Regions from separate parts of the Mus musculus genome. Here all the other regions are linked to region 1. A link is a contact called in public promoter capture Hi-C data. All regions are on one chromosome and are shown on one strand. The core of a region is the stretch at or near the end of the contact, and the rest is flanking DNA. Distances in the headings are between cores, read along the strand shown. Region 1 holds the start of Zfand5 (zinc finger, AN1-type domain 5). Region 2 holds the start of Zfp91 (zinc finger protein 91). Region 3 holds the start of Ranbp6 (RAN binding protein 6). Region 4 holds the start of C030016D13Rik (RIKEN cDNA C030016D13 gene). Region 5 holds the start of Rfx3 (regulatory factor X, 3 (influences HLA class II expression)).

Evidence for each region. Promoter capture Hi-C pulls out the DNA fragments that hold promoters and counts their contacts.
Region 2: a contact with region 1 is called in a promoter capture Hi-C map of pre-B cells, with 2.6 times the contacts expected there. A contact is called at or near these places in 4 of 39 promoter capture datasets (the C10 cell line, cranial neural crest, liver and 1 more).
Region 3: a promoter capture Hi-C map of pre-B cells shows a contact between it and region 1, with 2.4 times the contacts expected there.
Region 4: a promoter capture Hi-C map of pre-B cells shows a contact between it and region 1, with 4 times the contacts expected there. A contact is called at or near these places in 2 of 39 promoter capture datasets (the C10 cell line and pre-B cells).
Region 5: a contact with region 1 is called in a promoter capture Hi-C map of pre-B cells, with 4 times the contacts expected there. A contact is called at or near these places in 1 of 39 promoter capture datasets (pre-B cells) and 1 of 484 Hi-C or Micro-C datasets (CD4 T cells).

Annotation. Positions count from the first base shown.
Region 1 is chr19:21,270,887-21,273,586 of GRCm38.p6, forward strand. Zfand5 (zinc finger, AN1-type domain 5) reads left to right here and starts at 1,392. Exons shown (of 6, transcript NM_009551.5): 1 at 1,392-1,856. LOC115489044 (atherin-like) reads left to right here and starts at 572. Exons shown (of 2, transcript XM_030251153.1): 1 at 572-604; 2 at 889-1,856. The coding sequence starts at 572. The coding sequence ends at 1,581.
Region 2 is chr19:12,794,723-12,797,422 of GRCm38.p6, forward strand. Zfp91 (zinc finger protein 91) reads right to left here and starts at 1,401. Exons shown (of 11, transcript NM_053009.3): 1 at 262-1,401. The coding sequence starts at 611. Gm44505 (predicted readthrough transcript (NMD candidate), 44505) reads right to left here and starts at 1,401. Exons shown (of 13, transcript NR_024093.1): 1 at 262-1,401. It also overlaps a transcript of Lpxn not described here.
Region 3 is chr19:29,811,554-29,814,253 of GRCm38.p6, forward strand. It overlaps Ranbp6 (RAN binding protein 6), which reads right to left and starts at 1,421. Exons shown (of 1, transcript NM_177721.4): 1 at 1-1,421. The coding sequence starts at 1,397.
Region 4 is chr19:27,428,657-27,431,401 of GRCm38.p6, forward strand. C030016D13Rik (RIKEN cDNA C030016D13 gene) reads left to right here and starts at 1,381. Exons shown (of 1, transcript NR_027987.1): 1 at 1,381-2,745. Pum3 (pumilio RNA-binding family member 3) reads right to left here and starts at 1,252. Exons shown (of 18, transcript NM_177474.5): 1 at 1,136-1,252.
Region 5 is chr19:28,009,829-28,012,528 of GRCm38.p6, forward strand. Rfx3 (regulatory factor X, 3 (influences HLA class II expression)) reads right to left here and starts at 1,338. Exons shown (of 17, transcript NM_011265.3): 1 at 1,144-1,338.

The sequences.
Region 1 (2,700 bases), core at 142-2,641:
CTTTTTAAAATGGAAGAATAAAAAGAGACAGACAATAAGGTATGCTCTATTTAAAAAAAATCTCTGAAGTTATTTTTATCCTCATAATTACGGTTTCCATTAGTCTCTAGCGCTTCAGGCAAGAGCATCCTTCATCATGACTGCCTTACCCTGACAAATGGACAGGGAGGGCATTTTTCTCAGTAAACTGCTGTGATAAATAAGGAGACCCTAAATGAAAAATAGATGACACTGAAATGGCTGGTAAATGGTAGCAGTTAGTTTTATTATTTACTAGTTTACAGAAATAAATCCCAAAGATCCTAGGACAAATGACCCAAACTAAGTCTGAAATACATTACTTGACCATAGCAATATAACCCCGAAATAGGTTTTTAAAATGTATTATGTACCGGTTAGTCCACTTGCTGTGCAGGGAGCAGTTAGATTTGGAGCATCAGGGCAGCACCCCTCCCCCACACTACTTCCACAATATCACAAATACAAAATCTAGAAATGAGGTTCGTGTGTCCCAGTCAAGGCCAACCCTAGGGTACCTTAGAGATAGGCCTAGGGTTTTTAAATACCCGAAATGAAGGACCCTAAGTGCATAAATGCCGTTAAGGTAGCCCTTCAAGGCCTACGGTTCTTAAATACCCGAAGTGAAGGACCCTAAGTGCATATTTGTAGCTAAGGTAGTAGCCCTTATGGATTTCGGCAGAGACATTTTGTGACCAGAACCCACGGAGAGACCAGCAGAAAGCTTCTTCTGTTCGTGCTCTGGGCAGGTACCCAGCACCTTGCCCTTGCCTGGGGTCCGGCTTGTTTGTCCCTCTTGCTCCATCTCATCAGGCTTGTCAGGGTTCTCCGTGCTTCACTGGAATAGTAAATTTCCAGGGGTTTCTATAGGCTGGCTTAACAGTTCAGAACGGCGGCGCGGGGCTGGGGCTGGTGGGCGGTCCTAGCTCAGAGCTGGCAGCGCACCGCGACCTTGGGCGGTGGCAGGCGGAGCTGCGGCGACACCCGGAACCCTGCCAGCCTCCTCCGGGCCGTGCCTTCCCGTCCCGCGGGGAGGGGACCCCGGCGGAGCTGGGGACGAAGCGTGAGAAACTGGGCTGGTGTGGGTGGCTGAGGGCGGACAATAGGGTTAAAAATAGAAGCGCTGCCTCCGTGGACCCGCCGCAGCAGCTCCACCCAGGGCCCCGCGGGCCGGAGGGTGACTGGGCGACGGTGACCGCAGCCTCCGGACTCGCCCCGCCCCCAAGTGCGGCCCCGCCCCCGGCTAGTGCCTGCAGGTCAGGGGCGGGGCCTCGTCCCGCGACGTCATCGCGCCGCGGGCGTGCCGACCGGGTTTTCGCTGACGCACAGGCCCCGCCCCCGCCGCCCTTTCCCTCAGATCCCGAGCGCCGGTCAGAGCCAGAGCGTCAGTCGTCGGGATCGCTGAGCGGTGTGCATCTGGTCAGGCGTCCGCTCGCTGCCCGGAGTCGCGCAGAGTCTCTGGCGAACGCGGAAGCCCGAAGAGCGCAGTCCTCGGGCCCCGTCGGCGCTCAGGCCTCTCCGCGCGCCTCCTCACTCGGCCGGGACGTCGCTGTGGAGGCGTGAGGTGCCGGCGGCCGGGCGCCTGGAGCGGCGCTAGCCCCGCGGCCTGCGGTTCTTCTCCTCCCCCGCCGCCCTCCCACCCGAGCTGCGGCGGGGCTCGGCCGCCTCGGCGCTTCTGCACGAACAAAGGAGGCCTCCGCGGCGCCAGCGCAGCTCCGCCTGCGCTCCGCTCCGCTCCGGCCCGCGGCGGCCGCTAGCCAGCCCTTCCCGGAGGCCTCAGCCCGGCCCACCGCCCGGCGTCGCGCGCCAGCTCGCTAGTGCATCCGGGCCCCCGCAGGGTAAGTGGCGCGAGCCGGGACGGCGCGGGGGCGGGAGCACGCCCGATCGGCGAGCACAAAGACGGGCCCGGCCGGGCCAGCGGGCTGGACGGGACAATGCCCGGCGTGCCGCGGCGCCGGGTGCCGGCCGGCCGACCGACCGACAGGATAGACAATGGCAGAGGCGGCTACTGCCGCGCCTGGCTCCCTGCACAGCCGAGTTGTTCCGGCGAGGGACCGTCGAGTGCATGACTCAGTGGTTTTTGGAGCAGGCCCTACCGGGCTTCCCGGAGCGCGGCCTGCGCTGCGAGGGGGGTGGGGGGCCTCTGGGTCCCGAACTCGGTCGAAATCGCTGGAACCGGGACTGACGGCTCTTCTCCCGGAGGGTTTTTAGTTTTTTCCAATGCGGTTAAGCTTCTCCCTCAAAATCCTTTGCATGGAAGCAAGTCGAGCGCCTCTCCCTTTGTTTCTTTCCTACGTGAACATTTGTGAAGTTGACATTTTGCTTGCTTTCCGTGCACTCCGTGTAGTTGTATTCTGAGGGAAGGTATTATAAGCTAACTGTCGATTGGAGCTGCCTAAGAATATTACCTGAGATAATTAGAAGAAAATAATATATAGGTCAGAGCCTCCTTTCTTAAAATCGGTATTTAGTAATCAAGGGAATAGTAAGATAGTAATTAATTTTATCTTATTTTGATTTTTTTAGGTGAGATTTCATTATTCAACTGCTGAAAATATTTCACTTTTACATTTCAAGTTTGTTTTTGAAGTGTCTCGCCCCAAAATAAGGGATTTCTTTTAGTTGTTCTAAATTGTTTTGTGGCTGGAACCGGTATTAAGTATGGAAAGAAGCTCTTAGAAA
Region 2 (2,700 bases), core at 151-2,650, 8.5 Mb before region 1:
GGGGTGCAGAAGCCAGAGTGAGGACCGAGCAGGCGGGAGGCAGAGGGCGTGCAGCCTGCACTGGGCGACTTCGGGCGTGGGCTGGCGGCCACAGGCAGTGAAGCAGCCGGAGCCCGGCCGCCAGCGGCGTGACATCTGGCGTGCCGAGCCGGCAGGGGGCAGAGCAAGCAGGGTGTCACGTGGAGCGGGCGCTACGGGAGCCGGGAGGGGAGAGAGAACTAGAGGGGGGTCTTCCCCAACGCTTCAAAGACTGTTACTCACTGGAGTCGCGGACTCTTCTTGCCCTGAGCAGGAGACGGGGGCTTCGCGGCCGCGGGCTGATGCCCTGGGCCGTCGGGAGGCCTGTTGCTGGGGCTGCTCCTCCGCCGGCGGGGATACTCGGCCTTTCTCCGGCGGGACACAGCGGCAGCGGCGGCGGCGGCGGCCGCAGCGGTCCGGCCGCGGTCCCGACCTCCCCTCAGCACGCGGCTGCTCGCGGTCTCTGCAGGCGCCGCCGGCGCCGCCGCCGCGCCGGGCCGGAGCTCCTCCGAAGCCGCGTCGGCCGCCGCTGCTGGGCCCCCTTCCTGGTCCTGCTGCTCCGGGGATCGCGGCTCCTCCGTCTCCCCCGGCATCGGGGCTCGTCCGTCCCCCACCCCTGCGTCCCAGGCGGTGGAGGCGGCGGCGCCCGCGGCGCAGCTCCCCCCGCCCCCCTCGGCTCCCGGAGCGTCCGGCTCCCTCACTCCGGAGCGCCTCTCTCCCCCCCGCCCCTCCGCCCGTTCCGAGGGCGCCCCCCCCCACCCGCCCCCTGCCACTCAAGCCAGCGACCGCCGGCGGCGCGCACGCGCGCACCCGGACGGACACGCAGCGGGCCAATCGGAGGGGAGGATCGGCCCCCCTGGCCCGGCCCCTCGCGGTCTCACACGCAGCAGCGCACTCGGTGCCCTCCCCCACCCCTTCCTCCAACCAATCAGGAAACGGCTCCGAGGGAGAGCGCGAGGTTTCCTTGCCCGCGCGCCCGTTCTCACCGTTAAACGGCTGCGTCTCGCGACAATCCCAAAGTGACCTTTCTCCCCCCCCACTTTGGAGTTCGGCTCAAGCTAGGGGCGGTGGGAGGGGCAGGGCTGGCGAGGGCGGAGGCGAGGACAAAACGCACCGTTCTCAGCCGCGCGCGCACCCCCCTGCCGGCTGCGCGCGCACCTGCCTCCCGGAGGCGCCGCTGTCCCCTCAAGGGTTCTTACTAGCCTAAGAAGTAGCCTGGACGTTATCCCGCCTCCACCCAGACCCCCACCTTCCTGCTCTGGCCTTTCTGTCCCCAGCGCCGCCAGCTCTCGAGGGGAGAAGTGGTAAATTATTTGAGTTGCAGCTTCTCCTTTAAGAAAAAAAAGGCCCTGTCCGTTGCCGGATGAAAGTCTCTGAAAAAATGGCGGCGATAGGATAGAGGCGGGGCCGAGGGGACAGCGCGGGATAGTCGTGAGGCGCACGCGCAGGGCCAACTTCGCCGAGGGCACTCTGGGAGACGTAGTCCTATTTACTCTGCGCTTCCAGAGAAATCATGGGAAACTAGAGGCAGAGGGAAGGCTGGGAGCGTCTATCTGAGGTCTGAGATTACGTTTTAGCGAGGCATTGCTTCCGGGTTAGGTCGCGACGCCTGCGTACAACTGGCAAAAATATTGAGCCAATTACAGGCTAGGGGTCCCTGGGAGAGAATCCTACTTCTTTTAATCTTTTTTTGTGTAAGTGCTCCGAAGTGCCCTCGTCATAGTCTTTACTTACTTCGGTCTGGTCATTTGACGCCTCCTCTGCGACCTGTTAGCTACGCTCCTTTTTATTCCTCCATCTTGTGTTGAGCCTCTCACTTGTGAAGCCCAGGAGGTTAGGGACTCGTTCTGCGTCTGTCAACTTAATTTTAATAAAACGTGTAGGACGAAGTGTAAAGTTGTTTCCTGGTAGGGATGGGGCGCCACGGAATTGCCGTTGGCTGTGGTGCTGGAGCTGGAGAGCCGGTTAGCGTGACTCACTGATTTTTTTGTGGATAAGTTAGCTGTCGCTCACGTTCTCCACCCCGAGGCTGAATGCCTTTGCGGTCTGTAGATGTTTCTGCGGCACAGGAAACACAGTCATAATAGCAGCTCTGACTAGCGTTTACAGCTAAGTACCTTCCTGATGGGGAAAGGGGGCTTTCCAATCGTTCAAACCGCAACTGGTGGTAATGCAGCCTCTTATACGTTTGTATGCATTTCTTTCCCTCTTAAACATTGTTTGCATTCCTTGGGTTGCCTTTTACACATTGCAACCAGGAAACGACTTTCAAGGAGACTCCTTACACTTCGAAGATGCAAACGTCTTAAGTTAAAATCTACACAACAGTATGGAAAGATACAAAGTTTGGAAATCTGATTCAGAATTTTATATTAGCCATTAAATTTTAGACTTTTAAAGAAGTTCATTTTTCTTTCTTCTTTTCCTCCCAGCATCTGGCTCATTTGCCACACAGATAAGGCAAATGTTTTATAGTCTACCGAGTTTTGCGCTTTCAAAGGATTAGTGTCCTTTTCAGTTCTAAAACCCGACGGTATCAGTAGGAATGAATTTTCTAGCGCTGTTTGCAATGAGCACGTTTGGAACAGCACTGACATCCAATGGCTGCTTAAAGTAATACAAAAAGCGAGCCTCTTAAAAAAGGTTTTAGTAAAATGAATGACTTGTTCCTTTTAAAAGATG
Region 3 (2,700 bases), core at 171-2,670, 8.5 Mb after region 1:
ACACGTTGATTACCTTGGTTTTCCATGGTTCGCAACAAAGCTGTAATCACTATCTCATGGAATTTCTTTTGGAAACTAGGTGCAAAATCTGTAGCCATCTGTCCAAGTGTAGTACAGGCAGCAGCCCTTACCCTTGGATGAGGATCCTGAAGAAAAAGTAAAACCGAGTTAACTGTTTCATCTAGAATTGGTTCCATTTGCTGATGGCAACCTTCTCCAATGGCTGATAAGGCCATTAATCCGGCGTGTCGACATTTCCAGTCAGGGCTCTGAAGCATCTGCATGATATGCTCCTTGGTCATTGGCAAAACAACTTTCCCACCAAGTCCACAAGCCAGTCTGTCTAGGGCACTCTCAGCAGCAACCGCATTGCTGTCAAAGTCATCTTCTTCCATTTCATCAGCATTTACCCAGTCATCATCATCTTGAAGATCAACCATCATTGCTAATATATGAGGCACAGCCTGTGCAATAATATTCGTATGCTTTTTCAACATTGGAGTTGCAGTTTCAGATAAGGTGACTATTACTTCCAGAGCCAGCTGGCGTTGCAGGTTACTAAGCCTAGAGTCTCCACACAACTTCAGGCTCAACTGCAGAGTATCTTCTAGATAGGGACCCAAGTACTTAGGTACAGTATCTGCAATCTCAACAAGGGATTCTAGCACAGAATCATCATCCTGGTAGCAGGAATCATTCACAGCCTGTAAGATCCCAGGAAGCAAATCCGCAAAGTCTTTGAAAAGAGCAATATTGTTTTCATTAGCAAGGACGAACGTAGCTGCAGCTCTAGCAGATAATGTCCTGATTGCTGGATGCTCCTGATCTTGAATACACTGGTCCAACAACCTCTTGATGATATCCAAATCGTGACGATCCTGGTTCCCAAAAATCCCAGGAAAGTGCCAGAAAACGTGAAGTGCAACTTCCCACAGAACCACATTTTTAGAGTGAATCGAATCAATGAGGAATTTCAGACCTTCTGGCCAATGGTTAGTGCCACTCTCATCTATCAAATTCCTGGCCAGCACCGCAAAAATATCACAAAGCTTTTTCCTCATGCTAGCATGTGTTTCTAACTTAACGGCCAGTATCAGTTCAATCTTGACATCCCTCTGCACTTCAGGAGGTAGATTTGGATAGACCTCCTCAAACCCTGAGGACAAAAGCCGTCGTAGCAGTGCGGCAGCCATTTGTCTCACCTCATAACCTGCTCTTCTATTTCGGACGGCGTCTAAGAGAAATGTAGTCTTACACAGACCTGGGATATTCTCATAGACCTCCTCGGCTTGCCTCCGCACCATGCAGCTTGGATTGATCAGGTTCTTCAGAAGCTGGTAAAACTCCTGCTTTTCCGACACGGTCGCCGGCAACCCTGCAGACCCGGCCGCCGCCATCGCGTCCTGTCAAAGCTACCGCGACCGGGAAGGAGGGAGGGAGTCTGCGGCTGGGAGCGGTGACGTCAGTGAGGCGACGCCGGGGATGGGCGGGGCGCTGCTCCCACTCTCCGCTGCGGCGGGGTGAAGCTGGCAGGCGGGGGTCTGGGTTTTACAGGGTGGACGGAGCTGAGTGCGTTTTAGGGGTATCGTCCTGTTCTCCGACCGATGTGCTCCTGTAGAGGCTGGAAGGAGATGGGGAGAAATTCGCTCCGCAAGTCTACATACTGTATGATGCCGTTATTGTTTGTAAAAGACCTCGAATAAGCACCTCTAGACGAACTTTAATTAGCACCTGCTATGGAGTGAGGGAGGAGGGAAGAATGGAGTATAACTGCTGTCCGGGGATTTCTTTTTGAGGGTTGGTAAAAATGTTCTGCAGTTGATAGTGATGATGGTTCCCCCAATGTCATGCCGTTCTACTAAGAACTACCGAATTATACAATTTAAATTGTTAACTGGGTATAGTGAGTAAAACCATAATAAAACTACTTGCAAAATAAACTCAATCAAAGGTTAATGATTTCCTCCCCGTTGCCACACCCAAAGAAGTAGAACCCGAGATGTTCAAACTCGGGCGTACATCCCAATCTCTTGTCCTGTGGATTCTAACAGAGTGGGAAAGACAAATGAGTAAGGTGGGAGGTGATCTGGAGTAATGATAATGAAGCTTCTTGAATCCTGGTCTTCTATATACATTACTTTTGTATTTTTGTTACTCAAGATTTTCCTTATGTGTTTCTAAACTGTAATATGACAGTTCAGTTATTAGAATCCTAATTACCCATGAATAGGAAGCTGCAAAGATTACCCTAAGAACAAATTCCCCAAGGCTATGTATTTTTAATGTAGGCAGATGAGTTATTTAAAACCATAATTATAAGGTGTAACAGTCTGAGATCAGATCTTCCTCTCTGCCAGCCATTGTCACACTCATTTCAGCCCTAGGTAATTCTGTAAGGCTGATAAAGGCAGACAAAGCACTACTTTAAACCAAGAAATGAAGAGCCAGAGAGGCTGAGGCTCACAGCAGATGAGTCTAAATTCTACCTAGTCTTAAGGCAGTGGCACCTTTTGTCACCACAGAACATCCCCTATAGCCGCTGTTGCTTTTGCAACGTCATCAGAGACCTTCATTTATTGTGTTCTGTCTTAAACTTTGCCAAGAAATCTGAATTTCAGTCTTGTGAAATTCTGCTGCATATACACACAAAATGGAGAAAGTCTAGTTTCACATTAACAAGTTGACTGACCAAATAGGTGG
Region 4 (2,745 bases), core at 131-2,630, 6.2 Mb after region 1:
TTTCCAGGTTATGTCCCCTTTGGGAGTTTAAGATTTTCATTATTAGACTGAGGTTATGCTTGGGCCAGGGGAAGGGGTGGCACATGACAGCAAAGAAGTGCTGCTCTCACAGTGACAAAGCTATGCGGCAGTCATGATGATGTTAACCCTGGTCACTTAAAGCACTGTTCACCAAGTTACTAAGCAATCAAATTAACGGCTAATCCAAGAGCAAGACAAGCAAATTAGGTATTCTAGACTGTGCAGCCTTGGGACCCTGAGATAACGTCCTACACAGACCTGAGTCCTCAACACTTCTTGATTATGTATATAACTGGCGTCTTATGCTTAATGTCTGAGACACAATCCTCTGCATTCCACTACAAATTACTATCTTTCTCTCCCTGTCTATTCCTGCTGTATTCAACGGGGACCATCTACTCCACTTCGCAGAGAGAAAACTGGAGCACGGCTCCTGATGTTCACTTCTTTGGTAGTCATCGTGTACCCAACAGTAAGTTATCCTGCAGTCTCCTTAAAGATACCTCTGTCTCTACTACCAACACTCAATGCAAATCATCAAAAATCTCCTTAAGAGAGTCAAGACCTACCATGAGCCTCCCGATCTTTTCTAATAATCCTTCATTATTTTATATGCCTAGGAACACAAAGCAAAATACTTCCCACTACACAAAAATAAAGAGACTCGACACCAAGGCTCCACAGTTCTACCTTCCTCTTTGTCCAGTCCGCGCCTTACTCCTGACTTCCACCTCCGGGACATCCCACTGCCTCTGTTTAAAATACTCTTGCCTCCCATCATGCTTGGCTTATGGATCGCTTCAGTTTTCCCTGCACTGCTCCTATGCACAACGTCTGACACGGGACGAGTGGGCTGACTGTGACTCGCACAGGCCGGAGTTTGACAGCGAAACTTGTTCCTTTAGCTCTACAATAATCAAGTTAACAGAGAGGGCTTAACCCCTGCCCTCGCCAGGGTTCCTCCAACTCCGGGCCAGAGAAGCGGCCAGGTAGACCGTCCCGGAGATGGAGCTGAAGACGCCGCTCGCCCACCACCCCGCAGAGCTCCCCGCTCCCGAGCGGCCGGCGGACACTCGCCCCACACTTCCCGCACCAAACTCTCCACAACACTCACCGCACACGTGGGGCAGAAACTCGCAGAGTTCCGCCACCACCCCCCGCCGCTTCCGCTTCCGCTTCCGCGTTCTGCCCCGCCCCGGATCCGCTGATTGTAGCGTTACGTCCTGGTACTGGGGTCAAGGGGTGGAGCTTAGGAAACACGAAATCCGTAGTTCCTGTTGGTCCATTTTCGCCACACCTCTCGTCTGAGAGGGCTGCATGAGTTTTGGCCCTCGAAGGGATCCGTCCCGTGGAAGACGAGTCCGTGGCTTGGGAAAGTGACGCTTGAGCCTGCAGATTTCTGGGAACGACGCGGGTTCTCGCGAGGGCCACCCAGGTCCTGAAGGAGTTAAAAGACAGCGAAGTCTGCAAGCTGGGTTAGCGTTGGGACAGCTCGCTCGTTAGTGTCTGTTTGCGTCGTTAGTCTAGCCTGGAGGGTAAAAGCTGTACCGGAGTCTCTTCTGTTGTAATCGTGTTTGCCAACACCCATGTCTCCCTTATTTCCCACCCTAGCTGCGAATCTCCGGATAAATTAGATCCCTCGGGAACCATAAGTGTAAAGAACGGAGCACAGTCAAATATTGTGAAAAGCTCTTTCCATAAATGTGTGTGTGGCGTTTTTAATGTAGGCCCGTTCTTGGGCATGCATTTTTTCCCCCACGGTTCCACTTTAGGATATATATTTAAGGTATTACTCCATTTTAGCGAGGAAGCAATAGAAACAAACTTGGTCTTGGGGGCTGCAGAGATGGCTAAGCTGTTTTCTGCTCTTGGAGAGGACTTGGGTTCATTTCCCAGCACCTACATGGCGGCAGTTCCAGGGGATCCCACGTCGCGCCAAACAACAGAACCTTACTGCCTAACTGTTCTGAAATGCAGATGTTAGTTGGTTGAGCAGGGGGCCCTTTTTGAAGCCCCAAGGAGTGAGTGGACGTCCCATGTATCTTCAGCATCTGGTGCTTCAGACGTTCCTTGGCTTATACCTGACTCCTGCCCCTGCCTTTCATTCTCTTCCGTCTTTGTTGTGAGAACACTTGTCAGTTTGTTAAGATAGCTTGCAAATAAGCTTAGAGACTATAATTCCCTGTGGACACTGTCTCTTGTGTCGCTGGTAACACATCTTTAAGTGTTACGGCTCTGTTAGGGGAAGGCTTCAGCTGCTGGGAAAGTTTCCCTGATGCAGGTGTTACAGCTTTGCTCTGGCTCATAGAAAATTTTCCCTGTGACAGTTCTGCTCCAAAAGGTATCCTGGCAGTCAGGAGCCAAGGAATACCACAAAGTCTTGCTGCACAACTAAGCTCAGGCAAGGGATTAATTTGGAGGGAAAAGCTAAGGAGGGTGGTTGCCCTGCTTGGAAGAGAAGCAACAGAGAACTGGGCAGAATTGGGGGATGGGGAAATATATCAGGATTCTGGGGTGGGGGGTTACTTTCCAGGGTGGTCTGGGATTTTATTTTACTTTTTTCTTGTACGGCGAGACCTGGGCTGGGAATGGCTATTACAGCCTTTAAAAGATGACCATTAGGGAAGTCAAGGGCACATGTGTGTGTGGGGGGGGGGGTCTGGCTATTTCCTGCCTTGAAGCACTAGAAAGGCAGTTACAGCTGTTTTAGCCTTTACACCCTTG
Region 5 (2,700 bases), core at 88-2,587, 6.7 Mb after region 1:
AGCGTTGTGAACTGAGTTCTCACAAAGCTTCCTTATATCCTTTTCCTGTTCATCACAGACAAAGTCTAAACCACAATGAAAATTGTTAACACTCTCCTGTGGGGAGGGAGGTGCATCAAAGTGAAACAGAACCTCAGGACTACCCCTCCCATCTCCACATGAAGGATAAAGCGCTGTCAGTAGCCACTAACCAAAGTAGCACAGATGCCCTGCATCCGGTTTAAATCACAAGCACACACACACACACACACACACACACACACAAACCCGAAAAGGGGAGGGGGGAGAGAGAGAGAGGAGAGGGAGAGGAGACAGAGGAGAGACAAGAGAGGAAAGAGGAGAGAAGAGAAACAGAGAAACAGACTTAAAAAAAAAATCTCTCAAGAGCAGCAGAGGCCCCCTAGTTTCAATGTGTGTGCAAATGGGGGGAAGGGGGGAGAAGACTGCTGAATGGATATTAAGACTGTTTGCAGCACAAAGAAAAATACAGTTTTAAAAGAAAAAAAAAAAAAAAGAATCCCGTGAGGCCAGTGATGGTCAAATAAGTGCAGTCCGTTCAGCAGCAGGCACAGAGGGGCCGAAACGAAGGGAGCGGGCTTCGGGAAAAGTTCACCGAGGTACCAGGATAAAAATAACAAAACCCCCAACAAGGCCCCGCAAGTGAACAACAACCACCACAGCGCAGCACCTTTTGGGGACCCCCCCTGCTCACTGCTGTCTATTTCGATTTGGAAAGCAGCAGCCACCAGGCAGCTTTGCAAAGCAGCGAATTAAAGAAAGAGAGAGGGAGAAAGCGAGCCCCTTCTCTCCACCTGCCCCTCCTCCTGGGCGCCCGCGGACCTGGGGGGGACGCTCCAACACCCGCGACGGACAGCGGCGGCTTCCTAGCCCGCTCGCCCCGCAGCCCCGGCTCCCGCTCCATCCCCGAGCGCCGAGGCCGGGCGGGCAGGCGCGCGGCGCCCACACCCCCGAGCCCGCCGCGCGCGGGTCCATTGTAAACAAGCCCCCGGGACCGAGCCCCTCAAGCGGCCGCAGCCGGTGTCAGGAGGGAGACCCCGCACAGCCACGCTCGCTCGCACACACGAACACACGCACGGACACACACGCTCCCACACACATGTAGAGAGACCGAAGAATATTCACCTTGGCTGTGGATTATTGTGGTGTTGTTGGTGGGTGATGGAGATGGTGGTGGTGGGGAGGAGGAGGAGGAGGAAGAGGAGGAGGAGGAGGAGAGGAGTAGTTGTTGTTGATGGGTAACAGTCGCCAGGACTACGGTGACTATGGCGCTTGATTCACAAGGCAACGGTTGCTATAACTCACAAAAGAGAGAGAGAGGGAGAGAGAGAGGGAGCGAGGGAGAGGGAGACACTCGCGCGGGGAGGGGCGGGGGGGAGGGAGGAGGGGAGAGGGCGGGCCCGAGAGCGCCGGAAGAAGCGGCTTCGGCGCCGTGACTGACAGCTCGGAGCCCGGGCGGGGGGCTGCGGTCGGGATTCCGACGTCGGTTTTTCCCCCGAGGTGCGCTTTAAGACTTGGCGGGCCCGGGGTCAGGGCGAGTCTGCCTGGAGGAACGGGACGGAGGACGCCGGGGAAAGCTGAGGGTCTGGAGGCGAGGGCTACTTTCCGTCAAAGGAGCCCCGCCTGCCTCTGCCGCCAGCTCTGTGCCCAGCCGCCCCGCAGCCGCGAGAGGAAAAGCGCGAAGCCAGGGGAGGGGGAGTGACGACGGAGCCAACACTGTGTGAGACGCGCGCTACCGCGGAGGCAGACCCCACTTTGAAGAGCGGGCTCCACCCCGGGGCGTACGTCATTTCCTGGGCGGCCCCAGCTAATATCCCGGATGTGCTGCGCTCCTCCCCTCTCTCTCCTCTCTTCCCCCCGCCCCGCTCAGGTTTTTTTTTTTTTTTTTTTTTTTTCTCCCCTCCCTCTCCGTGGTCGCCAGTGTGGTGTTTCCCGGTCGGTCGTTTATGCCTCGCGGGTGATCCCTTTCCCAGACTCTCTGCGGCCGGCGCGGGCCTCCAGGGTCTCGGCTTTGCCCTCCCCTCCATCGAATTCCGCTTTCTCGCGCCTCCCGAGGCCGCGGGGTCCTGAGGAGCGCGGGCGGCGGGGTGTGAGCGGTGCTCCCGCCGCCATCTTAGGGAGCGAGAGCCTGGGCGCGCGAACGGTGACCCATCTCGCTCGGCGCGGCCGCTACCTCCCTGCGGAACCGAGACGCCAAGTTAGCACCCTGCAGGACCGGGAGGAAGTGCCAAGGGGAAGGGAATTCGAGCTTTCCGAGGATGAGGGTCCCTACAGGGGTGGGTTAGACCTTTCAGAGTAGCCCTCGGTAGGTCCTTAAGGGGCTCTACCCTTTCAGAGTTGACGGGATGGATCCCAGCTAGACCAATCGCCCTATTAGCTGGCATCGGTTTCTTAACAGCCTGGGGGTAGCTTGTTCTTGAGCTGTGTTGGACACGGGAACGGCTTCTGTCCATGGAGAACATTATTAGCACACAACCTGGCACCTCAAACTCGAGTTGATAAGGCACAGCTTCTGAAACCTCATGGTTCAAGCATATTCGTCCAATTCTCCTCATACTGGAGTCCAGCAGGCACGTGCCCCCAGGCCCGCCAATACCCAAAATCTCCCAACATTTGCAGCTAAGCAGCTTATCCAAGACAATAACATACTGGAAGTAGAGCCTTAAGAAGTCAGTTCTCCTC